Linked DNA regions of Mus musculus: all the other regions are linked to region 1. Evidence: chromatin contacts called from public promoter capture Hi-C data. All regions are on one chromosome and are shown on one strand. Each heading gives the region's core, a stretch centred on a gene start, on an enhancer-like site or on the middle of the called end of the contact. The rest is flanking DNA. Distances are from core to core; before and after follow the strand shown. Region 1 holds the start of Polr3k (polymerase (RNA) III (DNA directed) polypeptide K). Region 2 holds the start of Lsm14b (LSM family member 14B). Region 3 holds the start of Ogfr (opioid growth factor receptor).

Region 1 (4,463 bases), core at 711-3,210:
TTTACACTTACACGTACGTACGTGTGTGTGTGTGTGTGTGTGTGTGTGTGTGGTGGATGGTACAGAGTCACAAAAAAAAAGTTTCCATCAGTCAGCTCTCTTCTACTCTCTGGGCTCCAAGAATCTAACAGGTTTGGCAACAAGTGCTTTTACCTGCTGAGCCATCTCACTGGCCCTAATAACAGACAGGGTTACATTATAATAATAAATTTATTATTATTAAATATAATAACGAGTAATAATAAGCAGGGTTGAGTCCCTAGCTCTGTTATGGGAAAATCCTCACCTGCAGTAGAGTCCACATTCTCCCATGCAGCTGCTCCACCAAGCACGTCGTCCACTTCTTTTAGCTTTGGATACTTTCGGTTTGTTACCTAATAGAAACAAGACATCAGATTTGAAGTAATTGTACAGTTTTACAAGTGGGCCACCAAACTACAATCTCCCTCCAGCATTCCCTCTACAAAATTTATCTTCTTCAAAGAGCAGTGTGAGTCACTGAAATGTAGGGGTCTTGTGACTGGGATGTCCCCCAAAACAGCACAGAGGTTCAATGTCAAAGGTCTCTAGAAACAGAAGGAAACACCAGACAGAGCAGGAAGAAAAATCAGCCTAGTAAAACCTCACTCTTCTCTCATACCCCTCAGACACCTAATAATCCAACAGGAGTGACAGACATTTAACTGGGTATACCAGCACTCCCCAGGTCATTTTGGCTGCTTTCCTAAGTTTATCAGGCATCCTTCTAATTTCGAAATTATGTCACAACTCATCTTACCACAAATCCAGACTCTAAACTCCTACCATACAGCTCTAATGAGCAAACATTAAGAATGAGATGTCACCAAGGCCCAGTGGTGCACACCTGCAGTCACTGAGGTAAGGAGGAACAAAACAAGAGTTGAAGGGTACACAAAACACCAAGGGCTAGAAATACAGCTTTCTGGGCTCCAACACAAGCACCACACACACAAAATAGCAACAAGGATATAAAATATTAGAAGGCAATGCATTCTGTGAAAAATATAAAAGGAATGTGGATAAACTGAAAGTGCTGGGGTTTGGTTTGTTTCCTGTGCCTGTGCGTGCGTGTGTGTGCGTGTCTATGTGCTATGCAGCCCAGGTGAGCCTTGAACCTATTCTCCTGCCGCAGCCTCTCCAAGTGCTAAAATTATAGACATGCACAAACAGCCAGAAGGGCAGGAATCTAAATAAGGTAGCCATTATTTTAAAAGAGGAGAGGGAGAGAGAAAGGAAGAGGGAAACAGAGACGCATACATGCACACATACACGGGGGTAGGGGGTAAGGCGGAGAATGAATAAGTGTGATATGTGCCTGTGTAAGAATGACTCGGGCAAAAGGAAGGACCTAACAGTACTGCGTACATGGTGAAGATTCTCTAGAATAACGACAGGGGCTGGGAGCAAAAGAGCCACAAGAAGAACCCAAGGATTTCAAATCAGAGGCGAGGCGCGGACTGGTACGCCAAGGACAGCACGAGGGGAGTGTAGGTTTAAAAGGTATGAACTAAAATTCTCACAATTTTCGGAGTATCACAAAGTGGGCAACGGAGAGCTAGAGGGGGGTGGGGGGGCTTCGACGTGGCCGGAGCGACGCCACTGGAGCAGCGACTGCTGGACTTGGGGTACCACCGCAGCGAGAGCACAAAAGCCTGCAGGAAGGTCTGAGCGCGCCGACGCTTGCTGTGCCTCCCAGAAAGCAGAGAAGGCACCCGTCTGTGGAACTTACCTTACGGGTGATATTATGGACGTAGGGGCAAGTGTTGCAGGCGAAGCGATGGCAACGCTGCCCCTCCTCCACAATGAGTCCGTTCCCGCAGCCCGGGCAGAACAACAGCATACTGCCAGCTTCCACACCTCGCTTCTGTCTGGCGCTTCCGTGGTGCAGGCGCCCAATCAAAAGCCGTCTCACTTGCTCCGTAACTGGCAACCCGGGATCCTCAAGACGTTCCCAGTAGGCACTGCGGCGGGCAGCCTCGCACACTCCATTGGTCACCGCAGATAATCCTTTCCCATCCAGCCAATAGCATGCTGCCTGCACGCCCAGCCCTGTCGTTTCTGCGCGTGTGCACACGTCTCCCTAGCTGAAACGCCAAGAGGACTGGACCGATAATGCTGGCACCACCAGAGTACCCAGGTGAGAGGTTCTGGGTGATGAGGAGACACTTGCCGCACTCCGAGCCATGGACGTGTTACAGGAGGATCATGCTGCTCCGCAATATTCTCATCCGGAACGGACAGAAAATAACCAAATGTCCCAGGAACACTGTCCCCATTGTTAATACTACGTCTCAACTGCTGTCTGACTGACGTACGATATCCTATCTGGACCTGCCATTCCTCCATCTGGCCATTTCTTCACCTAGTTTCATTCTGCCCTTTCACTTACACAGCTAGACTCAACCCTGCAGGTAACAAATACCAGCAGCTCCTTTTCACAGACGTCCAGCTGACTCTTTTATCTCATTTCCTATAGACATTTATATTTCCCAGCTCTGGCTTCTCAGATTTCTTTGAAACTCCTTGCCTCTTTAATCCTCTGCAGTCATTCTGCAACATGCACATGTATGTGTGTGTTGTTTTCTGTTTGCTTTAACTATACACAAACTAAATATCCAGGGAGAGGAACCCCAATTGTGAAAATGTCACCATAAATTGACCAGTAAATAAGTCTCTGGGGGCATTTTCTTGAGTTAAAATTGGTAGGAGAGGGTCTAGCCCATTGGGGGCGGTGTCACCACCAAGCCAGTGGTCCTGGGTGATATAAGAAAGCAGAATGATGGGGCTGAAGAGATAGTTCAGCTGTTGCTTGTTCTTATAGTGAACACTGGTTTAATTCCCAGCACCAATATGGTAGCTCACAAACGTCCATAACCTCCAGTTCCTGAGAATCCAATGCCCTCTTCTGACCTCCGTAGGCACCAAGCACGTCTTTGGTGCACGAACAAGCATTCAAAAAAAAAAAAAAACAAACAAACAAAAACCCTCATACACTTAAGTAAGTCTAAGAACAAAATGGAGAGAGAGAAAAAAGCAATCTGAGAATCTGAGTAAATCATGAGGAGCAAACCAGTAAGCAGCATCCCACCATGGTAATGGCTTCTGTTTCTGCAGCAAGTTCCTGCATTGACTCCCCTAAACAATGGACTCTTGACATGTAAGCCAAATATTTATGGCTAGTTTTGTGTCAACCTGACACAGCTGGAGTTATCACAGAAAAAGGAGCTTCAGTTGGGGAAATGCCTCCATGAGATCCAACTGTAAGGCATTTTCTCAATTAGTGATCAAGGGGGAAAGGCCCCTTGTGGGTGGGACCATCTCTGGGCTGGTAGTCTTGGTTCTATAAGAGAGCAGGCTGAGCAAGCCAGGGGAAGCAAGCCAGTAAAGAGCATCCCTCCATGGCTTCTGCATCAGCTCCTGCTTCCTGACCTGCTTGAGTTCCAGTCCTGACTTCCTTGGTGATGAACGGCAGTGTGGAAATGTAAGGCAAATAAACCCTTTCCTCCCCAATTTGCTTCTTGGTCATGATGTTTGTGCAGGAATAGAAACCCTGACTAAGGCAAATTGGTACCAGCAGAGTGGGGTATTCCTGTGACAGCCTGACCATGTTTTGGGGAGGACTGTGGAAGGACTTTGGAACTTTGGGCTAGAAGATTCACTCAGTGTTAAGAGCTCTGTCAGATGTTGTGTAGGAGCTTGGAAGATAATGTTGAGAACAGTGCAGAAGATGGAGGCCTGGCTTGTGAAATTTCAGAGGGAAAATTAAAGACTCTTCAGAGCCATTGCTATTTTGGAGTTTGATTATTCTGTGGTTCTGGTTAGCTGGAGCTGAAGAATCAGCTGTGATTAACAAGATACCAGAACTACTAAAGCAAAATCTTTGCATTACTGGCACTATTGATGCTGGTTAGCTGGAGCTAAGAAATTAGCAGTGATTAAGAAGAGACCAGCATCGTTGAGGTGACATCTTCTGGGAAGTGTTTTCTGAAAGCACAAAGAAGTTGTGTTCCAGAGATAACCAAGGTTGTACTCCTGCTGCAGTGGGACTTGGTAATGTGTAAGGGTCACCCAGGTGGTACTGGTTTTGAAGGCATGAAGGGGTCACGCAGAGCAGCTGAGGCTCGGCACTGTGAGAGGCCATGGAAGGCCATTGGTGAAGGTGCAGCCTCAGTTGCAATTGACAGCCCAGGACTGAAGGGGTCATGCAGTGTTTTGGAGATGCCAGTACCATGAGATGACCACCAAGAGCAGCAGCAGTGGAGTACAGGCATCTGGAGCCTAGAGGATGACGTGTGTGCTACAAAGGGCATAGCTGAAGAAGTGGCCCAAGCCCTTGGAGGAGCCCAGAAGATCGTGAGTTGGATCCCAGACATTGGATGGTTGGAGATTGATTTTTGCTTTTGATTGTGACTGTGCCCTGATATTTTCCCTCTTTAAGGAAG
Region 2 (4,463 bases), core at 963-3,462, 1.8 Mb after region 1:
AATAATGCATTACCAGAACAGAAAACTATTAGAGAACCAACCCCGTCACCCTCAAAACACCCGATGCGCCACTTATACTCTGCCACTCAAAGCTAGACTGCTATGCTCTAGGCATGCCAGGCCCAGGCAAGGCCACCAGCAGCAGCATCTGTACCTCACGCACAGCAAGCCACAGGTCTCTTTCCCTAGCGGCCCTCCATGCTGCGCATGTAACCCTGTAAGGTGTATGCTCTGCATGAATTAACCCCTTAGGAACAGAAACCGTCTAGGTGAAAACCAGGCCAGTGTTCACTAGAGGGCAATTCCTCAAGCTGAATGCTCCAAACAGATGACACCAACTTTCAAGGGGAAACCAGCCTCTCTTGTAAAGGCACAGCCACACAGAAGCGTCGACACTTACCTGAACAATAGCAGGATCCTGAGGGAGTGTATGTTGAGCTTTTGGAGGTTCGCACACAGTAATATCCTTGATATCACTTCCCCGGAAAATGATGTACTCATAAATTTCCTCTCTTGGGGGAGCAGGCCTGTCTGTGGGACGGTCTTCAGTACCAAAGGACCTCACTTAGGGGTTGAGAAAACGACAGTTAACTTGTTGTCCTGGGCCAAGCTTCTGACTACAGAGAGTGCCCTCTGACACAGCACTCTCTTCACAACTAACAGCTACTCGAGCTCGCTGACAATACCTATACAGCACCATGTGGCAAAGACCACAAGGGACAGTAGTTCAGGAATTGACATGAGAATTCCCGTAGAATCCCAAGCTTCACAAAGTTCCCTGATAATCTGTGAAAGCCCTCTGATGGGCAGAGCTCTTTGTAGAACCTCTTTTCTCACATCTGACTTTGCAGATGGACCCTTAGGCCCTCATCACAAGCTGCAGCTGAGGAGATTTTCTGAGGCAAGCACGAAATCTCCCTAGCCCTGGTACAAAGAACAGGCCATGGTTGCTGCAGAAACAAAGGGAACAAATCTCCAAACTCAGACCCCCAACATTAGTTTCTATGTTCATAAGGAAATCCTGGACCCAACGGACCCTCGACAGGATGGATCTAGGAAGGCTAGCACACCTCTCTTTGGCAAGACTCCTGGGCTGAGCTGAATCTGGTGGCAGGCTTTAAGTAGCAAACTCCTATTGTGGACAGGGGCCTACTCTGGGTCTGGTTCTCCAACAGGGGATCTCACGTCAAGTGCAGCATGAAGAGTTCAAGAGAACAAAAAGCCGGAACCCTGAGCCCTTCACTGCAGCACCAGTCTGGGTCTGTGCGCCTCGCTTCAAATAGGAGGTATGGCTAGGGTTTAGGAGAATGGCCCAGGACTGCAGCATGCTGGCTTCAGATTGGCCTCGAACCTCCCATCTGCACCCTCGAGGGTCTAACACGTTAACCCCGGGCGGGCTGCGGCGCTCACGCTTCTGGAGAGCCGAAGGAAACAAGCGCCCCATTTAACGCGGAGAAAGAAGACAAAGAAGCTCTGGGCCCTCACGCTGCCGCGACTAGCGCACCGACTCTGGACTTCTCTCATCAAACCAACCCCTCAAGTGGACAGGGTCGGGAGAGTTCAGAGCAGGACAGCCGCAGTTCAACCGACGCCCTAGCTCGGCGAGAGGCTGCACCGCGACTCGACGGGCGGTGGCTACCAAGGGGTTCCAAGGAGAGCGCGCCGGACCCGGGCCCCCCGCCTCGGCGCGCGTCTCGCCCCGCGAGGGCGTCTCGCAGGTGGGGAGGTCCACGGCTTCAAAGCCGCCCCACCCCCCGACACCGGCAGGATCCTGGTCCGCTCCTCCCACAGCCCCCGCCGAAGCGGGGAACACCATTGTGCGGGCAGGCGCGGGGCGGCGAGCTGTTGGGGCGTCAGTTGGGCGCGCGGCGGCGGCGGGCCGCTACCTTTGGCGAGCGCCACGGTGGAGTTGTCGGTGTCGATGGTGTAGAGGATGCCCTCATAGCGGATCTGCGCCTTGGAGATGAGGCTGATCTTGCTGCCCAGATACGGGGTGCCGGACGAGCCGCTCATGGCGGCGGCCGGGGCGCGCAGGGCGCGGGGGACCAGCGCCGGGCCCCGCCCGCTCCGCTGCCGCGCGGTGGCCTGGCCTCCCACTCCTGCGCAGCTCCGCGCCGCCGCCTCCGAGGCGCCTCCTGCCGCGCCTAGGGGCCTGCGGGCCACGAGCGAACCGGAGAGGGAGCAGAGCGAGGCGCTTAGCCCGAGTCTGAAGGGAGCGGGGGAGGAGCGCCGCCGCAGCCACATCCGGGGCCTCCCGCCACCGCGCGCCGCCCCCGTACGCTCGCAGCCTATTGGCTCCTCGCTGCCGGCTCCCTTTAAATATGGCCGCGCCGCAGGCGGTGGGCGGGGCCGCGCCTGCGCATTTGGAAGCTGCCGGCCGGGGACCTGCCTCTCCGGGTCTTCCCAGCCGGTTCCCGGCGGGCCTCGCTCACCGCTTCGGGGCCTGAGACTGAGCGGGCGGGGCGAAGCGCGCGTGCGCGGGGCAGGCGGGAGGCCACTGTTTGCAAACTCGGGGGCGGGGCGGGGGCTGGACCTGGAAGAGCGCCAGGCTCCTCCCTCCGCGCGTGCCGCTGGCACCCTTCTGGCCCAGGTGTTAATAGGGCGGAGTTGTCAGTCTTCCTTTCTTGTTTGTTGGAGCTGGACCCCGACAGCGCCGGGCCAGGTGCGTCTTCAGTCCCGCTTGCTCCCCGGGGCTAAGGAACCGGCAGGCGGGTGCTGCTCAGTTCTGCAGCGCTCACGGCGGGGGCGACCCTGAAATAGAAAGTGCAGGGGGAGCTCGGGGCAGCCCTGCGCTCCCAAGCCTGATATCCCTAAAATAAGCCCTGACTGTTTTGGGTGACTCCCGCCCGCGTGCGCGCGTCCTCAGACTGCGGCCCAAAGCCCAGCCCGCAGTATAAAATTGGGAGATTTCCCCCTAAATCGCTTCCCATTCTTGCGTTGCTGACTCCGCATCATGCATAGCGGGTAACTTTGTATGTATGAGCGCATGCTAATTTACAGTTAGTCTCCACCATCAGATTAGAGCCCAATATTAGTTACTATGAGAAATTTGGTGGCGATTGGCATTTTATAAACGTGAAATAGAATGAAAGAGGAGATAAGGGAACATCCCATATAGTGAAAACAAGTACTGTTTTGTGAAACAATTTCTCTTAAATGTGAGCCATAAAACGTACTTCTTACTGTAGTGACATCAACTTACCACCACTGCCGGAGGATGCTGGGAATAGTTGTGAACAATTTTAAATTTTAATATTTTCTTATTCGGTGCATGTGCATGTGTGTCCGTGTGTGCATATGTCACAACATGTGTAGAGGCCAGAGGACAGTTAGGAGTTCTCTGCTTCCTGGAAGCATATGGGTCCCGGAAATGGGTATTCAGGGGGTCACACTTAGCAGCAAATGCATTTACCCGCTGAGCCATCTTGCTGAGCCTGTTTTTTGTTTTGTTTTTTTGTTTTTTGTTTTCTTTTAGTTTTAGTTTTAGTTGTGACAGGGGTCTGTCTTACTCTTAGCTCAGGTTGGCGGGGAACTGACTGTGCAGCCCAAACTGGTCTCTAACCTCCTGCCTCAGTCTTCTGATGTGCCAAAATTTTGAGAATGAGCCACCACACTAGACACCCATAGTGGGACGACTTCCCCCAGTTTACAGAAGCAGAAACAAGCATAGTATGTGGGTGAATTGCTGGTGAGCCTGAAGAGTCCTTTGAGATGTTAGTCTGGGCCTCAAACGCCATGCATCTTTTCCACACCACTCCTCCGTGCCCCACACACAACTTTGTGAGACCCACTGAGTCGCCTCCATCACCGAGCAGCAGAGAAGGCAGAAAAGCCTGTTTGATCAACTATAACTCAGCCATATTTCCCACACCAGGGTCTTGACTCAGGAAAACTGAGGCAACCCTGTTGGGAAGAGGTCTTCTGGTCTGGGGCATCCAGGCTGTCACTACAGCATGGCCGTGCACAGTCATTCAGGTTGTACTTGATGGAGGGTTTAGGGGCGGGGGGGGGGGGGGAAGGGGTGAGGACCTGTGAGCACCTCAGTGACCTGGATGCAGAGCCCTCTATGTAGCCCCTACTTTTCAAGGCTTCGTGGGTCGGAGGCGCGTGGGTTGGAGGCGTGTCCTCAGTTAACAGAGGCTGATTCTTCCTGAGTCCTACAACTTGAGATGGAGGAAGGGGGTTCAGCTCCCAGTGGCCTCAAAGTGCCTGCCAGGCTCCTGATCTGCAACTGGGTGGTTCCCTGGGGACACTAGGCACAGTGTAGATGGCCACACAGTGCAGAGGCTAAAAATACACACACTGCCCAGGTCTAGGAATACACGCTCTGCCATTCATTTCTGATGTCCTGCCCAGTACCAGCAATGGAGGGTACTTGCACAGACCCAAGAAAAGGAATAGTTGTGACTGAAATTTGACCCAGGTATCCACTGGAGAAGTGTTTGTTTCCTGGCTGGCGCATC
Region 3 (4,463 bases), core at 588-3,087, 1.3 Mb after region 1:
AGGCTCAGGTCGGGCAACATGCTCTACCACTCTATAACTAGAAGGGTATGGATCTGAAATGACGATGGGTTTGTCTTCCAGACAATAAGGAACACACCCAAGAACCCAAAGCTGGTTTTTCAGCAGACCAGGGGATGTTCTATTTGGGGAGAGGGCTGTGACTTTCGGTAGGAGCCACATGTACCTACCGGGTAGTTGTGCCGGTATCTTTGCATGTCCTGCATAGCACGCCAGTTTCGGTACCTTGTCATCCTAGACTGGGGAGAAAATACAAGGATGAGGTACTGGAAAGTGTCCAGGATGAAGGCAGCACGGTTTGGGCCAACCATCACTGAGCTCTATGTAAGAGGAATGGGTGCTTCTGTTTTTTCTTCTGGTCCCCACCCAGGGTTCTGAGAAGACAGATCTGGACCCTAGAAGAACATCCTTCATTTTGAACACAAACAGTGGCACTAGAATAGCCTCAACAACCACCTCTGCACCTCTCAGTACTCAATTTTCCTCTGTAGGGAGCCTTGGCCTAATCTAGCCTGCAAGCTGCCCAGGTGTGTGGCTAATGCTCTTCTGTCTTTAAGTCCCAGCTGCATCTCCTCCTTGGTCTGCTGGTCAACCTCATTTTGGTCCAAGATCTTTATGTGCCCCCACTCCAACCCTAGTCTCTGAGTACTGTAGTATTTCTCGTCCTATGATTCTGTGAATAGTCACTGGGCTGTATCCCCAAGGGGAGCTACTTTGCCAGCCACAGCCTCAAGAAAAAAACCTAGATGCCTCTGGATGGGTCTGATGGATGGGTGAATGAAGCCTCATCTTTGTAAACCCCTGCTTCTCCCTGGCCCAGTGTGACAAAGACACTGTGCCACCAGGCCTGGGATAGGCTCTTAAGTGACTACTGTTTCAGGTAGGATCTAAGACCTTTTGTGGAGAAACAGCAGTTCTATCAGAGCTTTTGGGAGGCCTTACCACCCACAGGAGGGGCCTGAGCCTGCACTACAAACCTGACTACCCAGCCTCAGCTTCATCCCAATGTGGTCAGGCAGAGGCTAGCTCTGGCCTGCCTGAGAGCTTCTCCAGATTCGGGGCTGCTTTCCCATACAGAGCAGACAACTAGAGATCGAAGCGATGGGGAGAATGGATTTTGGGGTCATAATCCTCACTCTCGTTTTTCTAGGTTCTCCATCACACCCGGAATCACAGCTATAAGCAGGCCAGTGCGTCTTACAGAACGCCACTGAGGTTTACATGCGGCTTGATACAAAAGTATAACGGAACATGCTCCGGGTGGCAACAAAAGTTACCAGAGCTAAGGGCAGATAGACAGACCCCTGCTCCCGGCGTCCTAGGCCGGGGTCACTTCTGAGCCAGTGGAGGCTGTCTGAAGTGGGGTAGGGGCTGAGTGTGGGGTGGAGGGAGGGCAACCTGAGGAAAGGCCACCCACGCAGGATGAGGCCCTGGGGCGCGCTCTGACGTCACCCACGGACGACCCCCATCAGTCGCTTCCTTGACGTCACCAGCGCTCGGTCCGCCAAGGCCTGGGCCCGGCGTCCCCCTAGGGGACAGCGGCCTGGGCCCGGCGATCACGGCCTGGCGTTGTCCTGTCGCCCTCCGGTCCTCCCGCACCGCACCTGGAACAGGCTTGGCCGTGCCTCCTCCGCGTCGCCGTCATCGTCGCCCGTGTCCTCATCGGTCGTATCATCCGCCTGGCCATCCTCGCCGTCCTCCTCGCTCTCGTCCTCCCAGGTGGAATCGCATTCCGGGTCGTCCATACTCGACAGGCTGGACCCGCTTTCCGCGGAAAGGAAAGTGAAAGAGGAGGAAGCGCGGGGGCGGGGCGGCGCCAGGTCCCGCCCACCGCTCAGTTTCCGCCCTTGCGCGGAGTCCCCCAGCAGGGGCTGCTACGCTCGGAGCTAGGCGGGAAGCGGTGTCCTGGAGAAGGCAGTGCCCCCCGCCCCCCGCCCAGAAGGACAACCCTGGAGGCGCGTGCACCGGGATTCCTGCCTCTATCCCCTCCGGGAAGACGCACCACTTTGGACTCAGCCCCAGGTCCGCCCCCTTGAGATTTCACTTCCCTGCAGACTATCCAGAGAGGGATGCTAGGAAGGTTTCTCTTCAGTCCTACGGGAAGTGCCTCTTCCTGCCAGCCGTCTGGGTGCAGGTTCCTAATCTTTGTCGACCTGTCTAACTGCAGATCTTCCTGGCTGCCCTCTGTATAGCTCACTTTGTATGTGTGTGTGTGTGTGTGTGTGTGTGTGTGTGTGTGTGTGTGTGTGTGTATCTGTGTGTGTTTGGCTGCCCAAGGACACCAGAGGTCGGTATTGAGTATTTCCTGAGTAGCTTGTTCACACTTTCATTCAGGGTTAGGGTTAGGGTTAGGGTTAGGTACCTGGAGTGCATAGGTTACTTGAGGTTGCTAAGCAGCAAATCCCTGGGACACTACTGTCTCTGCCTCCCCAGCACCGTAATTACAGTTACACACCACCAAGCGCAGCTTCTAGGTGGTAATCAAACGCAGGTTCTCCTGTTATCAAGGCTTTTGTTTTTGTTTTTGTTTTTGTTTTTGTTTTTTCCCAATTGAGCCAGTTCCACACTCCCTCTGCTTTGTGAGTTCAGTCCCACTCCTGCCCACTGCAGATTTCCTGGGCTCATGTGGCTAGGTAGCCTTTGGATGTTAGGTGGCCTCTACTGCCGACTGTGGCCATGAGCTCGACCTTGTTATGTAACATACTGTTTGAAGCAAGAAAGCAATGGAAGGTAAGGGAGACATGGGTGGGCAGCAGGGTAAAGGACCCTAAGTCCACCATGGTTGAAGTTTCTCACCAGTTGAGAGTTCTCAATTCTAGGATAGTTGACAAAATTTGCTTTAAGACTGCCTACATAGAGAAAATAATCCTTTTATATAGCCATATTCCAAATAATGTTAATCAGGCTTATATGTATATGTTTATGACCTTCAAGTGTGGCCTTCTTTACTAAATTCGAACCTGTAACATTCTGGGAATCTCAAGGTGAAAACATATTGTCTCTATATATTTATAGAGTATAACAATAACTATAACAATGCAGTATGTAACAGAGACTACAGTATGTTAAAGTTCCATAGTTCCTTGAGTTGGAACCTCAGAAACCACCAAAATCAGACTGGTGGGCCACTGTGGAGACTCCCTCAGCCTGGGACCCAGACAGTATAAAGCAAAGACTGATGGGCCACTGTGGAGACTCCCTCAGTCCCTGGGACCCAGACAGTATAAAGCAAAGACTGATGGGCCACTGTGGAGACTCCCTCAGTCCCTGGGACCCAGACAGTATAAAGCAAAGACTGATGGGCCACTGTGGAGACTCCCTCAGTCCCTGGGACCCAGACAGTATAAAGCAAAGACTGATGGGCCACTGTGGAGACTCCCTCAGCCTGGGACCCAGACAGTATAAAGCAAAGACTGATGGGCCACTGTGGAGACTCCCTCAGTCCCTGGGACCCAGACAGTATAAAGCAAGAACTGACTTATGAACGTTGTCTCTGATCTCCACATGTGCACCCATACAAATATATATGCTTGTTAAATTAAAAAAAAAATGTAAACTCTGTGGCTGCCTCTGATCTCATCCCCTCTGCTTCCGACACCAACCATGCTCAGGCTGGGACCTGGTTAAAATGCCATTAGATAGGGAAACCGTGCATGGGGTGTTAGTGGGTGCTTGGGACAACTCAGAGTTGTGCCTTGGGTAGACACCCCCTCTCCCACAACTGTCCTAGGAAGCTGAAAGATGGATGTGCCGTGGACTGACAGTAATATTTGCAAGAGGCAGTATGCCATGCTGCCTGGAGCTAAGTGCAGTATACATAGACCCAGCTGTCAGTGACATCTCTCATAGGGACATAGGGACATGCCTGTGAGCCACAAGGTCAGAACAACTCAGGAAGGCAGCAGGTTTGAGTTTAGATTGGGACACTGGGCTGTTGGGGATCAAATGGAAAATAATAGACTCAAGGCAAATGCCTTGACCAGGCCCACCTGCATGCTTTCATGCCCCTAGATTGTTCTTTCAGACGGGTTTAGAAGAGTGAGCCTGACCAGAGAGGGCTGCCATCCTGATCGTCACATACTGCTCGACAGGGTCATCGCCATCTGCTCCCCATTTCTCCTGCTAGCGCTGGATTCAACAGCTAGGCTTCTTCCACAGAACAAGCCTCTAGGAGTGGACACTGGGTAGGGACAGGGTGGAGTAGCCCCAAGCATTTCCCAAAACAAACTGTAACACTGCTTTCCGTCTCTTGCACTGAACACACGAGCACTGGTCTAGGTCTGACCATAGTCTACAGTGCTGCACTTGATCTCAGGGCTGCAGGCCTTTACATTCTGCCCAATCCCAGTAGGCTGCAGGGAACTGTTCAATTAGGACCTTGTCCAGGCTCTAGGGAGAGAGACCCAGAGACCCCCCCACTGCTGGTCATTCCTAGAAAACGACAG

The links. Promoter capture Hi-C pulls out the DNA fragments that hold promoters and counts their contacts. Capture Hi-C pulls out chosen DNA fragments and counts their contacts.
Region 2: a contact with region 1 is called in a promoter capture Hi-C map of pre-B cells, with 2.6 times the contacts expected there. The contact joins the promoter of Lsm14b here to the promoter of Polr3k in region 1. A contact is called at or near these places in 1 of 39 promoter capture datasets (pre-B cells) and 1 of 9 other capture datasets (liver).
Region 3: a promoter capture Hi-C map of adipose tissue shows a contact between it and region 1, with 6 times the contacts expected there. The contact joins the promoter of Ogfr here to the promoter of Polr3k in region 1. A contact is called at or near these places in 2 of 39 promoter capture datasets (erythroid cells and liver), 1 of 484 Hi-C or Micro-C datasets (CD4 T cells), 1 of 115 datasets of contacts at active chromatin or transcription factors (large pre-B cells) and 1 of 9 other capture datasets (adipose tissue).

The regions. Positions count from the first base shown.
Region 1 is chr2:181,861,857-181,866,319 of GRCm38.p6, reverse strand. Polr3k (polymerase (RNA) III (DNA directed) polypeptide K) reads right to left here and starts at 1,960. Exons shown (of 3, transcript NM_025901.3): 1 at 1,751-1,960; 2 at 287-374. The coding sequence starts at 1,861.
Region 2 is chr2:180,022,736-180,027,198 of GRCm38.p6, reverse strand. Lsm14b (LSM family member 14B) reads right to left here and starts at 2,212. Exons shown (of 10, transcript NM_001372364.1): 1 at 1,887-2,212; 2 at 401-564. The coding sequence starts at 2,013.
Region 3 is chr2:180,586,781-180,591,243 of GRCm38.p6, reverse strand. Ogfr (opioid growth factor receptor) reads right to left here and starts at 1,837. Exons shown (of 7, transcript NM_031373.3): 1 at 1,623-1,837; 2 at 189-257. The coding sequence starts at 1,763.